Linked DNA regions of Danio rerio: region 1 is linked to region 2. A link is a contact called in public Hi-C data. All regions are on one chromosome and are shown on one strand. The core of a region is the stretch at or near the end of the contact, and the rest is flanking DNA. Distances in the headings are between cores, read along the strand shown. Region 1 has its middle 16 kb from the start of trib1. Region 2 holds the start of klhl38a (kelch-like family member 38a).

The links. Hi-C and Micro-C count contacts between places; a contact is called where the count stands out from the background.
Region 1: a contact with region 2 is called in a Hi-C map of an unstated tissue, with 3 times the contacts expected there. The contact joins the enhancer-like site here to the promoter of klhl38a in region 2. A contact is called at or near these places in 4 of 18 Hi-C or Micro-C datasets (embryo, hematopoietic stem cells and an unstated tissue).

The regions. Positions count from the first base shown.
Region 1 is chr19:35,655,866-35,662,802 of GRCz12tu, reverse strand. No RefSeq gene overlaps it. Among named protein-coding and RNA genes, the nearest start is that of trib1, 16 kb to the left of the region's middle. Within about 2 kb of position 2,757, at least 14 of the 62 cell types and tissues checked have an H3K27ac peak or open chromatin away from gene starts, as enhancers often do.
Region 2 is chr19:35,546,255-35,553,884 of GRCz12tu, reverse strand. It overlaps klhl38a (kelch-like family member 38a), which reads left to right and starts at 3,520. Exons shown (of 3, transcript NM_001044885.1): 1 at 3,520-4,875; 2 at 4,956-5,061; 3 at 6,413-6,702. The coding sequence starts at 3,520. The coding sequence ends at 6,702.

The DNA of each region.
Region 1 (6,937 bases), core at 1,508-4,007, 110 kb before region 2:
TTCCAACACAATTCCTTCATGTTGTCCCAAAGGTTAAGTTAACTTAACTGTTTTTATGAATTTAAGTGGATTGAAAATAAAACAATAAACTTGACTTGTCCACCAAAAAAAAAAACTCAAGAATTGTGTTGATTCAGCTCATTTTAAGTAAGTAATTTGAACAAATAGCAAAAACATTTTTTTTTGTGTGTGTATTCTATAATATTATTTCATAACATCCCCTTTTTCTGTGTGCTTACTTTTCAACTCAACCTCTGTCCTAGAGTGCTGAATTCAGGCCAGAATGAAAGAGAAAGCTTAATGAGCAGTTTGACCTGAGAGTCAGGTAGTTCCGCCCCCTCCACTATGACATCACACTATCTTGCGTAAGGGCCTGATTGGGTATCAACAGAGTCGCTGGAGCGTCTCTGTTGTTGGGCTACTGCCAAAGAGCGTTGCACGCCATGGAAGCAATTGCCAAACATGTCGGAGCCGGCCTTGGGTGACGCTCTTATAAAAAGTGCCACTGTTCGTGCACTACTCATATTATCTTGACACTAGTGACATTATGAGTCACTACAGAGTGCATGAAGTTGTCTCGGAATCAAAAGATGATGTGATGGGATAAGGTCACATTTAAGGGCCTGTTAGCGGCTTAGTTTTGATATGCAGTCAGGCTTTTGACGTGGTGATAGATAAAGGGGTGTAAAGTGGCTCTGTAACAACCTGCGTCACAACGTGTCAAATGCATGGACTATTAATCCGCCTGAAGTGATGGTAATGCCGTCAGCTATCAGTGGCAGGACTGAACTGTCTATAGAGACTTGATTTGAAGATTTACAAGAGCACCCCCGGAGCCATTTGCGATGTATTTAGTTTACCGACAGTACTGGTTTAAAGACAGTTTGCTGTTATTAATGTCAGATTCTAGAGTTCTGTGCAGAAATAAAAAGAGCTGGTGATCAAAGAGTGAAACTAATCCAATTGTTTATGTATTATTGCATAAATCTGGAGAGTTAACATTCGAAACAACTTTACAAAGTCTTTCAAATCCGACTTGAGTTAAAGCAAAAGGCTTGATCGTGTTCAGTAAATTATAAAGCAAAAGCAACAATGACTTAAGACTTGAGACAATTAAGACAATGACAAAGACTTAATGCACATTCCCAAAAACGTTTCTGAAGGTCTTATTATTTATGGAACACAATACATCAATGTGTTCTTTAAATGTTCATTTATGAGGTGAAATTGAATTTAATAAACCTTTATAAAGCAAAAAAGTACCAAAAGTAAAGTAAATATTATGATATGTTTATTAGAAATTTACAAAATTACACGAGAATGTGATATAAAAAGTCTTGTTTTCTGTGAAATTTACCACGATAAAATGAGTTTGATTAAAACAGAACAATCTAGACTAAAAATGTATTTCAAAATTAAACAAATAAGTAATTTCATACAGTATTGACAGAGGTTTTTGTTTGTTTAAATCGACATGCTGTTCTCATTGATGTAAAAGAAAATGTTATTTCTTTACTTTGTATCTCAGGTAAATCTTACTTAAGGATGTTTAGAAATATTCAGAGACAACTTTACTGAGGAAGGTGTTAACCTTTTTGCAGGGGATGTTAAATTTACAGTTTTTCTCAGTCGCTTTGGTGCATTTCCCACAACACGTTTTACATTTGCACAACAGTTAATGCATTTCTCAATACAATTAGTCTTTTGTGCACATCCTAGTAGCAGTTTCTCAGTCCTTCCAACAAATTGCAAATGCATTTGGACATGCATTAATTGCTTTCATACAACTCTCTGCTGTTTATAACATTATCATTTGCTTATGCCATGTCAGTCAAAATTAACTAAACTTGTGAATGCTGAATAGTCATTCCATATAAAACTAATAGTCCTCATTTCATTACATACAAAAATGTTGAACTAGTTGTCAAAATCTGTCAAGCTAATTTTTTTTAATGTATATTTTTTTTCCTGAAAATGTCTTTTACATCGAACAATTTCATGAATGATTTACAGACCTTTGAATATTGTAGGTTCAGTTCCAAGATGTACTGCAATTATGTGTACAGTTGTGCACTGCTCTACCTAAAGGAAGTTTATGTTTGTCGTAAATAAGGGTGTATTTATTCTTTTGCACAATGCTGTGAATAAATTAGAATTGTAAAGAGCATATGCAGTAAAAATGTGAAACACACATATTCAGTGTCCTGTACTCAGATACCTCACTAAATGCATTGATGGCTAACTTTACTGTGGTTTTCGAATGGCTGTGCAAATAGTATACAGTGCTGTCTTGAGCATTTTCAGGAAGTGTCACCAACATCTGATTTTTTTGCATTGGAAAAATGTGCAGAATAAACTGTCATAATAAAAACATGACAAAACCATCTTGTTCATAAACAATGGTGTCAGGACTTTTCATCTTGATGACACCAACACTTTCATTGATGTCAATACTTGCTATCCATTTTGAGAAGTTGTGCCACGCTTTTGCAAATTATCAACTGGGTTTTGCAGTTTGTACTAATTGTTTTGAGAAATGCATTAACTGTTGTGCAAATGTAAATAGTGTTGTGAGAAATGCACCAAAGCAACTGAGAAAAACTGTAATGCCACGACTTTATGAATTTAACAATTTCTGCTCTCATTTAAAGTCTTAAACTGTAGAACTGCAACTTTTAAAAACTTTTTAATGTCCAGCGGCAGAATTCATTCATATTTACAAACATTCATACTTCATTATCAGTGTTTTGTCACACTCGTGTGGAGATGTTAGGTACTACAAATATACGTTTTACAAATATTAATGATAATTGAAATCGTGAAAAATTATGAACAGAATTTTAATAGAATAAAAAATCAAAATAGTTTAGAAAACAATTCAAGAATGGATTAAATAAACTTTCCAGAGAATGGATTAGATAAACTTTCCAAATATGCAAAAATGCACAGATAAAACGTGCAGTTCTAAGCACACATGACATCAGTACACCACCAGAGGCCAGTATTTCAGCAAAAGCTTATGGTTGTTGTCAGCCTCAGGCCTGTTGAACAGATGGTTTGATAGTTCTCCGTGCTAAGTGCAAGCATCTGTTTCACGGTCTGTTTCATATATCCACGAATCCAAAACATTCACCCACACAACACGAAGATTTACTATTTAAATTGATATATTGTCAGCTTTAGTTAGTGTTTTTTATGGGGGTTAAAGGTTTGAATCAAACTTGTGAAGCTAACCCCACCATTTTGAAACTTACAAAACTTTAGTCACAAACATTTACTTAAAACGTACAAAACTCTGCTATTTAAGCCAGCCTACCTGAGGTTTAAACGTGATTCAGATGGTCTCTGTCACCTCATGCTCACATCACATTAAACATACTGAAGTCCTGTGTCTTAGAAAATATGTTGCCTTCTCTAAACTGTAATCATGCGGTTAATTAAACCGCCATGTCTGGTTTAGCTCAATGGTTAATTGACAGGTGAGGGCGGGGCAGTAGCCTACTTCTTGGTCTTAGAAAGTGCTCGACAACATGAGTGCATACTTCGAATCCAGAGAGAAGGCCTTATATGCGCCCTCAAAAAAGTTTTGACTGCGTTTACTCATATGGTTTACACTCATATTGTAGCATTAGATTAGATTTAAATGTTATTAAAATACAACAAAATATTAATATAATTGGTAAATTTAGTCTTAGTTACAAATACGCAAAAACTACCATCAACGAATCTGTAGCCTAACCATTTAAGGGTTATAATGGAAATTGTACAAGTTTTACTGGACATCATAATGATGGTCTTTTTTTTTTTTTTTGGCAATGTGTTGCCTTCTTTTTGGCATGTTAAAACCACTAAATCCTACATGTCCCAACACAGTATAGCATTTAAATTTAGCTTATTAATTGAGGTTTTTTAACTTGTGTTGATGGTTTATAATGTTTTAATGGTCACCTTTTTGCTGTGAGGCATCTGTGCCGACCACAAAAAAAATAAAAAATAAAATAAAAAATGTATTATAATGTATTATAACTATAAACAAATCACTTCCTATCCATCTGAGATTTCTGTGTATAAAGGCTTCAATTTTAATTAATAGTATTGCAGTAAAGAAGACTACATATGAACATGAGTCTATTAATACTTTCTGATAAAGCATTTTCAGAAAGGGTGATCTATGCTTTCAGACAAAAAATAACCGAACCATCACAGAAGTTTTAATAGTTTCCAACATAAACACGACTAAAAGTTAACCATTAAAACATTACATTTTGCAAGTTTTAGGGAAATACTCCAATAGTATTTAGTGTCTTAAACATGCTACAAATACAAGGAAACAAAACAATTACCAATTTTCATTAAAACTAATACATTTGCCTTTAAAACCATCACAATTTCTTTGAGGATTTTCTTTTGATTTTTAAAGAATTATTTGATAGGTGCACATTCAACTGCCTTCAAGAAACAGTTGGCAGTTGATTCTTGGCAGAATCAGGATGAGCCTTCAAGAAACAAATGGTCAACATGTCATCACTTACAGTAAAAAATTATTCAAATTATATAAATACTCAAAAACTCAACTACATTTGCAGATTAATTTGCTTTTTAGTGTTTACAGAATGGCTTTATTTTAGCTTACATTGGCAGAAACAACAACAAATGAAGCTTCTGTCTAAATCAACACTCATCGGCCACTTTATTAGGTACACCTTACTAGTACTGTTTGGAACCTCTTTTGCATTCAGAATTGCCGTAATGTTTCATGGCATAGATTCAATAAGGTACTATAAATATTCCTCTGAGATTTTGGTCCATATTGACATGATAGCATCACGCAGTTGCTGCAGATTTGTCAGATGCACTTCCATAATGTGAATCTCCTATTCCACCACATCTAAAAGTTGCTCTATTGGATTGAGATCTGGTGACTGTGGAGGCCATTTGAGTACAGTGAACTCATAGTCATGTTCAAGAAATCAGTCTGAGAGAAATTGTGCTTTATGACACGGCGCGTTATCCTGCTGGAAGTAGCTATCAGAAGATGGGTAGCCACATTGTGGTGGGATGTGATCAGCAACAATATTCAGGTAGGCTGTGGCGTTGACACCATACTCTAATGGGCCCAAAGTGTGCCAAGAAAATATCTCCCACACCATTACACCACCAGCCTGAACCGTTGATACAAGGCAGGATGGATCCTTACAGATTAGCAGTTTCAGAAGTACGTACTCATCTAGCACCAACAACCATTCCACATTCAAAGTCACCTTTGGTCCTCATTCTGATGCTCGGCTTGAACTGCAGCAGATCGTCTTGACCATGTCTACATGCCTAAATGCATTGAGTTGCTGCCATGTCATTGGCTGATTAGAAATTTACGTTAACGACCAGTTGGACAGGTGTACCTAATAAAGTGGCCAGTTGGCATATACTAGAAATGGCCTAAACATGCTATAAGCGCTTAGCTATTAATTACCAAATGATTGGAAAACTCACTGACAGCGTATTAAATTAGCTTAAAATCTATTTTTATGTCCTTATCTACCCTTTCCTCAGCATTTATGCTTTTCTGCTTCATACAAAATATGATTCAGCGTCTCTAATATTTCAAAAGGCTTTTTGTCTCCTGCGAGTGACAAATAACATAGGGAATTTTGCAACAAATCTGAGAGGGAGCTAATCTTTTAATAATCTTACAGTGCTGCGAATGTGAGCTGCTGTACAGGCTTGTTCTCCCTCAATGAGATCACGGGTTTGACAGAGCTCTGTTGGCTCGCTTATATCATTACCCTCCTGGTGGAAGTGAAACTTTCAGAGCAGCCATAATTTCGCTAGCGCCCAGACAGATGACGTTTGAGTCACACTCATCATTTTATTACATCTCCCGCTAAATGTCATGTTCATTTTTGCTCGCTCATTCATCAGCCTTCACATCTGTTAATAGAGCGACTGGAAATCATGCACACCACTGGGATTGTAACGCTGAAAAGAGAACAGAGAAACTACATGTTGAGCCTGTTTTCCAACCCCAGCGTGACTGATTTTAGATTAAAAGAGAATGTTTTTAATAACAGCATTTTTTTAGGATTATGAGAAAAATGAAAATTCATGCCGTTCCATCCTCCTATGGCCTTTTGTTCATCTTAGAAACACAAATTATGATATTTTAGATGAAATCCGAGAGCTCTCTCATCCTCCATAGACAGACATTTAAAGTCCAAAAAAGGAACCAAAATCATCCCCAAAACATCCAATCAATCATTAGTCTCTTTCACACTGTCACAACCAGCGATCGCTCCCCAGAGGATCGCTGGTTCTCACACGAACTCAGAACTACATTTCCACATTTCCCAGGACTACATTTTCATACATGCACTGCTCCCAAACACGCACGCCTGCTCACTCATGTATCCTGATTGCATCACCAGCTGAGCCTTGTTCACAGACTGATTACATCCCATTCATAAGCCACTCTCTCACGCTACCAGTTTGCCGAGTCTTGTTTCCCTGTGTACATTACAACGCGGTTCCCTGTCTTGTTTCTCTGTGTTTAGACCCTACCCTCGTTTCCCAGTTATCCTGTTTAGCCGCCTGCCTTTTGACCATTTGCCTGTTTGAATGTTTACGATTCTGGACTGCCTTTATATACCTGTTTGCACCTGATGACCATTGCTTGCCTGACTTTTGAATAAACTGCATATTGGATCCTACCTCCTGTGGTCTCCTGTCACTCCACCCCAGTCCTGGTAACACACACATACAGACCTTTCCGGAAAATGATGGGCAATTTTCCAGAAGGGGATCTTGTGTGAACAGGCCCTTTTTGAAAATACCGGTAAACTGGTTTCTGCAATTTTTCGGAGAAAGAAGTTAATGGTTATTTGCCAGAATGCTGCTCTGTGTGAACACAGAAGGAAAATTCCTGTAAAGAGTGTGTTAACGT
Region 2 (7,630 bases), core at 2,271-4,770:
AAACACTGAAGACCAAATCCATTAATGCGCAGCTCCACAAGTCCCAAATCAAGCATCATCAGGGAGGCTATTTCAGAGTTTAGGAGCCATAATTGAGAAGGCTCAACCTCCTTTAGTAGACTTTGCTATTCTGGGTACTACCAGAAGCCCTGAGTTTTGAGATCTTAAAGAGCCGGTTTGATTGAAGCGAGGGAGAAAGTTGGTTAGATAATCAGGAGCTAGTTTATTTAAAGCTTTATGTAAGAAGTAATATTTTACAATCAATATAGAACACAATAGTCAGCCAGTGTAAGGAGGATAAAAATTGTGGTGATATGATCATATTTTCTAGAGCTGGTAAAAACTCTGGCAGCTGCATTTTGTACTAGCAGAAGTTTATTAATAGAGGATACAGGGCAACCAACAAACAGAGCCTTGCAGTAATCCAGCCTAGAAGTCATATAAGCATGAACTAGCTTATGATATAATATAATATAATAGTGTGCAAGATAACACTGAAAGAATAAAGTTGATAAACAGGCAAAAAACAGTAATGAAATAAACTTTTCAAACATCTTAAATGTGAATGTTTGTGTTGAGATATATGCATTAACCACACTCTATATGCCACAAGATTAAAACAGTGGGTAAACAAACGCAGATGCATGTGTACACCCCAGTGAAGAGGTGACATTGCTAAAGATGACGCTCCCTTGCTGACATTCCAGACTCCACGGCATTCCAAGACTGTCATATAATCTGCCTAGATGCATGTTTGTTTTTCTTTCCTACTCTAGCAATCTCAACATGATGGTAATTCATCTTCTCCCAGCGTGCAGCTGATGATAGGGCTATAAGGAGCATCTGTGCCAGTGTCAAGCTTTCAGTTCATCAGAGAGGTCTTTTGATCATTTGCATGTTTTCACAATCTTTTTTTTTTATTTGCTATGATCTTCGTATACATTAGCATAATTTCATAAACATAATTGATTCCTTTTTAGACATCTGCAATTGGAGGAATGCGAAGACATGCTGAGAGACAGATGTTGCATTTTCAGCTTATTTTTATATATTTTTACAGTTTCTTACTCTAGCATAAATCAAGTGAGAGTACATAAAATGATAAAACGCTATAAATATAACAAACAGCAGCAACCAAGAATAAAGAATTTAACAAATTATAAAAAGTTTTACCAAAATCTTTCTTAAAAGCATCATATTTACAATAAGGAACATCAAACATTGGGAAAATTGATACAAAATAACAATTTAGCAAGAGTTATTTATTGTCAAGTCTTAACAAAGACCATCAGGAAACTTCCATATAAAAATATGCAATTTAAATCTACACAGTAAAACTCAAAAAGTTAAGGTGACTTAAACCATTTGAGGAAGCCGATTAATCAAAAACTAATCCTAATGAGTACTGTGAACTTAATCCATTTGAGTAAATCAAGCAATTTGAGCACAGTAAAACCCAATAAATGAAGAGAACTCAAACCAACTGAGTACTGTAAAACCCAGTAAGTTAAGGCAACTCAAACCGTTTGAGGAAACTGATTGCGACAAACCATTTGAGTAAAACAAACTAATCTATATGAGTACTGTGAACTTACTCCACTTAAGCTGAGGTAATGAGGTATTTAATTAACTCATTACCTTCAACGCTGAGTTCAAAACTCTTTTCAAATGAGTAGAATTAACTTTTACTCAATTTTATAATTTTATCCTCCTTACACTGGCTGTCTGTTAAGTTTCGTATTGAATTTAAAATATTCCTTCTTACCTATAAAGCTTTAATAAACTAGCTCCTGTTTATCTAACCAACCCTCTGTTTCGCTACAATCCAACTCGCTCTTTAAGATCTCAAAACTCAGGGCTTCTAGCAATACCTAGAATAGCAAAGTCATGTAAAAAGAGGTCGAGCCTTCTCATTTATGGCTGCCAAACTCTGGAATAGCCTGCTGCTCATGTGATATTGCTTATATAGTACATTGTTTCCAGAATGAATGGAATGAGAATGTTCCCAGACCTTATTTTTATATAACTATATTACATTGAGGACATTTTGGGCTTTGGCTATGTATGGAGCACCATTAGGTGGCAAAAATATGTTTTTTTTTCCAGTGTACAATTTGAATTTTGTTGAGAAACCTTAAATTCATCAAAGTCCAATTTATAAATTCATTAGGTCCAAACGGATTTGAATGCATTATGATGGTTAAAGATGTTTGTGAATGTCCATCTTAATAGCTGGCAGTTAAATCACAACCTGTCCTTCTCCTTATTTTCTCAACTGAATGGCAAACCAAGGTAACCAGGCCTAACGATTCAGCTGTTCGCCACACTCATCCTAGCCATCAGCACTGTACTATATTTACCAGCTTCCTGGGTTACACAAGCCCACCACGGGGTGTGCACAAGCCCTCGACCCCTTCCTCTGTCCTCCGGATAAGCTGGGTTCTCTGTTCCTGCCATAGTAAACACACAAAAAGCATGGTGCACAGACCACCGCTGTGGGAACAAACAAGGGGAGGGTCACATGTGAGACCCGAACGACAGCAGCAGACTGTTCTAGGTAACTGGAATGTACACAGCGACCTCATGGCAAACTCCAAACTTGAGACCTCGTGTCTGTCTCCACGTAACTTTGGACTGTGCCGACTTTGAAAGAGAAACTTTGGAGAAATGTATTTGCTTTTATCCTGCTGAACTGTGCCTGATTCTCTTTGGAACTTGAGCGTGAAGAACAAGCAGGTGAGGTCCCGAGCAACCTTTTTTTTAAAAATAAGAAACAAGATTACATTAATGAAATGCTTTATTGCAGAAATTGTAAAATCTGATAAAAAAAAAAAAAAAAACTTTCATCTAAAAAGTTGTAAATGTCCTCTTCTATGTCCTAGTAATGTAATAAAACAATAATAGTAGCATTAGGTAGTTCTAGCTATGTTGTTAGCATCGATTTTCTTATGGTAGTTATTATTACTCAGAGTTTGGGGTCTATTTTGAAGCGATGTTTTTTAAGTCCCACAGAAATATGATATAGTCTTTTTTTTTTCTTTAGGGAATACTTTGAGTCCTTGTTGTGGCATCTCAGAAAGGTGATTAATATTAAGTATAAAAAAAAAACAATTAGCATCCTAAAATAGACATCAGACAGGGGCCATGTGATCTGGAGTGAAATAAAATCAGTAGCTGTCTCTGGGGTGATTAGACGACTTAGTGTTGATAATAGCCCAATGAAAGGTCTCTGTCTAAACGGTTAGACTGTCAAGGGCAAACCTACCGAGGGGATCAGAAACAGCTGGCAAGTGATACAACGGCGTTGATAAACTTAGCTTTGATCAGGAAATGTAGCCAAGTTCTACACATGCATGCATTAAAATGATTTAAGAGACACTGAAATAGAAAGGTGTGGTGTAAGAACTGAATCATGTGAGGCAAGGCAGCAAAAAGGGACCTTAAAGGAAGGGAGAACAACAGTAAACTGTAATGTCTTATTGAATGTTGATTAAACTCTGAGTTCTTTCCTTTTGCAGCATGGCTAGTACATCAACAGAGGTCTTTCCATTCAAGGACCAAGAACTCTCCACACAGCTCCTGTTTCAGCTGAACATACTTAGACAGGAGCAGATTTTTACTGATGTGATTTTGTGCACAGAAGACAAGGAGATACCATGTCACAGAAACGTCTTAGTTTCCAGCAGCCCGTATTTTAGAGCCATGTTCTGCAGCAACTTTCGGGAGAGCAGCCAAGCCAGAGTGGACCTAAAGGGGATTGCATCAGAAGTCATCGAATGTGTTGTGGATTACATTTATACTGGTTCCATCACCATAACTATGGAGCTTGTGCTGCCTCTAATGCAGGCGGCCTCTATGCTGCAGTATGGGAGACTCTTTGAGGCTTGCTCGACTTTTCTGCAGGAGCAGCTTAATCCAGAAAACTGCTTGAGCATGATCCGGCTCTCAGAGATCCTTCATTGCGAAACCCTTAAGGAGAGAGCCAAAGAAATGGCCGTGCGCTGTTTCTCAGATGTAGCTGCTTCTGAGGACTTCTGCGAACTTACCCTTCCCGAGCTAATGTGCTACCTAGAGGACGACCGACTGTGCGCTGAGGAAGAGCAAGTTTTCGAGACATTGCTTGCTTGGATCCATCATGACCCCTTCTCCCGCAGAGGAGCCATACATGACCTCTTTAAGAAGGTCCGGTTGAGGTTCATCCACCCAACGTACCTCTTCCAGTTTATCGCCAATGATCCACTTGTCCAGTCATCTACGCTCTGCACCGAGATCATCGAGTCTGTCCGACGTCTTATGTTTTCTGTTAGTGCCAAATGTACCAAAGAACTGAAGCCTCTATGGACCACACCACGTCGTTATACATGCCGAGAGACTCTGGTTGTGGTTGGAGGTCGCAAAAACAATGAACAGACTTCTCGAGAGGCACTTCTCTATGACGAACGAACTCAACGGTGGCAGTGGCTTGCTAAGCTACCTTTGAGACTTTACAAGGCGGCGTATGTTTGTATTCACAGCATTCTGTATGTGGTGGGAGGCCTCAGTCTTAGTTTGGTATCTGGAGATAGTGCAGTTAGTGCCACAGTGTATACCCTCTCATTGAAGACCAACCAATGGAGGACTGCCGAACCAATGCTGGAGCCACGGTATGCCCATCAGTGTGTCTCCTACCTTCACTTTATCTTCGCTCTTGGTGGAATCGGGCAAGATAAGCAGATATCAAATACAGTGGAGCGCTACAACAGCATGTTCAATCAATGGGAGGTCATGGCACCAATGCCCACAGCAGTCTTACATCCTGCGGTAGCAGCCAATGATCAGAGGATTTACGTGTTTGGTGGCGAAGATGCCTTGCAGAATCCAGTGAGATTAATACAGGTCAGTCATTCAGAAAAGATCACTTGTGATTCGCTCAAGTTGTGATCCCACATGACAAACCCCTCTCGTTCCTCACCAAGGTTTATCACATTTCCCGCAACTTGTGGTCTAGACTGGAAACCAGGACGGTGAAGAATGTTTGTGCACCTGCTGCTGTGATAGAAGACAAGATTTATATTGTTGGTGGTGAGTAAAATATGAGTTACTGGTTTTGATCAGCTCTGAAATCTGAAAGATGTAAACCAGGGGTGTCAAAAACCTCCTGAAGGTCATTGTCTTGCAGAATTTATATCCAACCAAACATGCTGAAGTTTCTTGTGAGTCTAAACAACTTGATTAGGTGATACAGATGGGTTTAAATAAGATATGAGGTAAACTCTGCAGGACAGTGGTCCTCCAGGAACAGGACTGAACACCCCTGGTATAGACTGCTTGTTAATATAAATGTCAGGTCAACCAATCACACGGCAGCAACTTAATACATTTAGGCATGTAAATGAACTGCTAAAGTTTAGAGAAGGGTTTAAACCAAGGGTGTCCAAACTCTGTCCTGGAGGGCCGGTGTCCTGCAGATTTTAGCTCTAACTTGCCTCAACACACCTGCATGAATGTTTTTAGAAAGCATAGTAAGAGCTTGATTAGCCAGCCTAGGTGTGTCTGATAGGGTTGGAACTCAACTTTTCAGGACACAGGCCCTTAAGGACCAAGTTTGGACACCCCTAATATAAACAGGTCAGAGCCAGCTCCAAGTAGGTAGGACTTGAACTCCAAGTGGGTGGTACAAACCTAGAATTTTTATTTAAAAATATTGACTCCAATATTGTGCTTTATGAATGCTTACACCTACCCCAACTGCACAGTAACCTGTTGTGTTTTATTAATGTCTACACCTACCCCAACCCTAAACATAACCCCACAGTAAGGGCATACTCGCACTATGATAGCCGAACCGTGCCCAGGCCCAATTCCTGAATTGTTTGAGAACTGTGAGTGATCTGAATCGGACTTAGGCACGGTTCACTTGTCCGGCTCTATCTCATGTTTGAAGAGGTGTGCCAGAGTGCGGTTTACTTGGGCTCAAGCGCAGTACGCTTGTAGTGTGAGTGCAAAGTGCGCCTGAGCCCGAAACAGAAGACAAGATATGACTTTTACGCTGTTTTATGTGGATTTATTAATCATACTTAAAATTCAATGAACACAAACTTTCGTACGGGAGACGGGAGGGGGGACAAGCGTGCTTCGTCCCAGTTCAAGCTAACTGTACATACTGTGAGTAGGCCCTAACATGGTGTATTATTGTCTACTCCACCTACACCACCTAAACCCAAACTACTTGTGGAGTAAGTCCCTCCCACTTTGGAGGTCACCCAACCTACTTGCAGTGTAGTCCCTCTGACTTGGAGGTCTCCTGGCTGCAGTGATACCTACTTGAAAGATTAGACCAAGCAACAGTATGAGTGAATCATTTAAGTGACTGGATGATTAAGGCTGGTATGAGGATTTGAAAAACGCTGAGATGTTGTATTAAACTTTTCAGGATACACAAGAAGAGTGATCGCCTATGACACCAAAGCAAACAAATTTGTGAAGTGCACGAACATGAAGGAGAGACGGATGCACCACGCAGCCACAGTCATCAACAACAAACTCTACGTGACCGGAGGTCGTTTTCTCAACAGTCATGATGTCATTGAGGACTCTGACTGTTTTGAGTGCTATGACCCTAAAACCGACGTCTGGACTTCCAAAGGGTCTTTACCATATAAACTGTTTGATCACGGTTCGCTACCGCTGATCTGCGTCTCCAACCGCCCCAACCCACCATGACTGCAAAAAATCTCTTGCTTGGGCGTCCCGTTCGCTCCCTTGCTCATTAAGGAATATGAGAAATATGGGGCCACAGCTGAGACTGGAAACCATCTGAGGTAGCTCAAATTCATTTGTGGGTTGAGTACATTTCATCTGTGGCTTTGATGGTATGCTGCTGGTGCTCGCCAGCATCTGTGCCGTCGTAAATCAAACGAGATTTGAGCTGGCAATCACAAGTGTCACAGTGGACCTCAGGGATTGTGCCTAGGACCTCAGAGCAAAACGGCAGACTTATGCAATGCACAGCTGTCCCTGAAGAACTGTGACCCAAAAATCTTCAGACAGATGTTGCTCATCATGATCTCCCTCTCCCAGAACGTCTTGAGCTGGCAGATTTTAGTCAATGGCTCCTTGTTAGCCTGAATTTAATTGGAATCCAGGAGATGTGACAATCTTTTAGCCGGTGTTAAATCTACAAGCATATGGACATGACGTGACTGTTTGATGAAGTAATTGGTCAAGTGAAGAGAGCATTCCCGGAGAGCTATGGCATGTGGTCACTTCTATGTAATTAACGAAGGCCAAAAACAAACCTAATGAATCATGAAATGCTTGATGTACCATGTACACTAAAAGTATGTGGACACCTGCTTCTAATTAACAGGCTTTACTATTTCAGCTACACACATTGGGAACAGATGCATAAAATCAAGCATACAGACAGACAAACTGCTAAGTGATCATTTTCATCCTGTTCCAGACAAAATGCAGTCGGGGCTGAAAAACGTAAGTTAACAATAGTTATGTTCGTACAAGGATGATCAATGGGATCTTGATTTACCTGCAGCAAATTCCCGGTTAAAGACTAAAGCACTACCAACTTTGCAACTTTTTTATACAATACCAGATAAACATTTAAAGACAGACCTGTTGTGAGCTCTGTGGT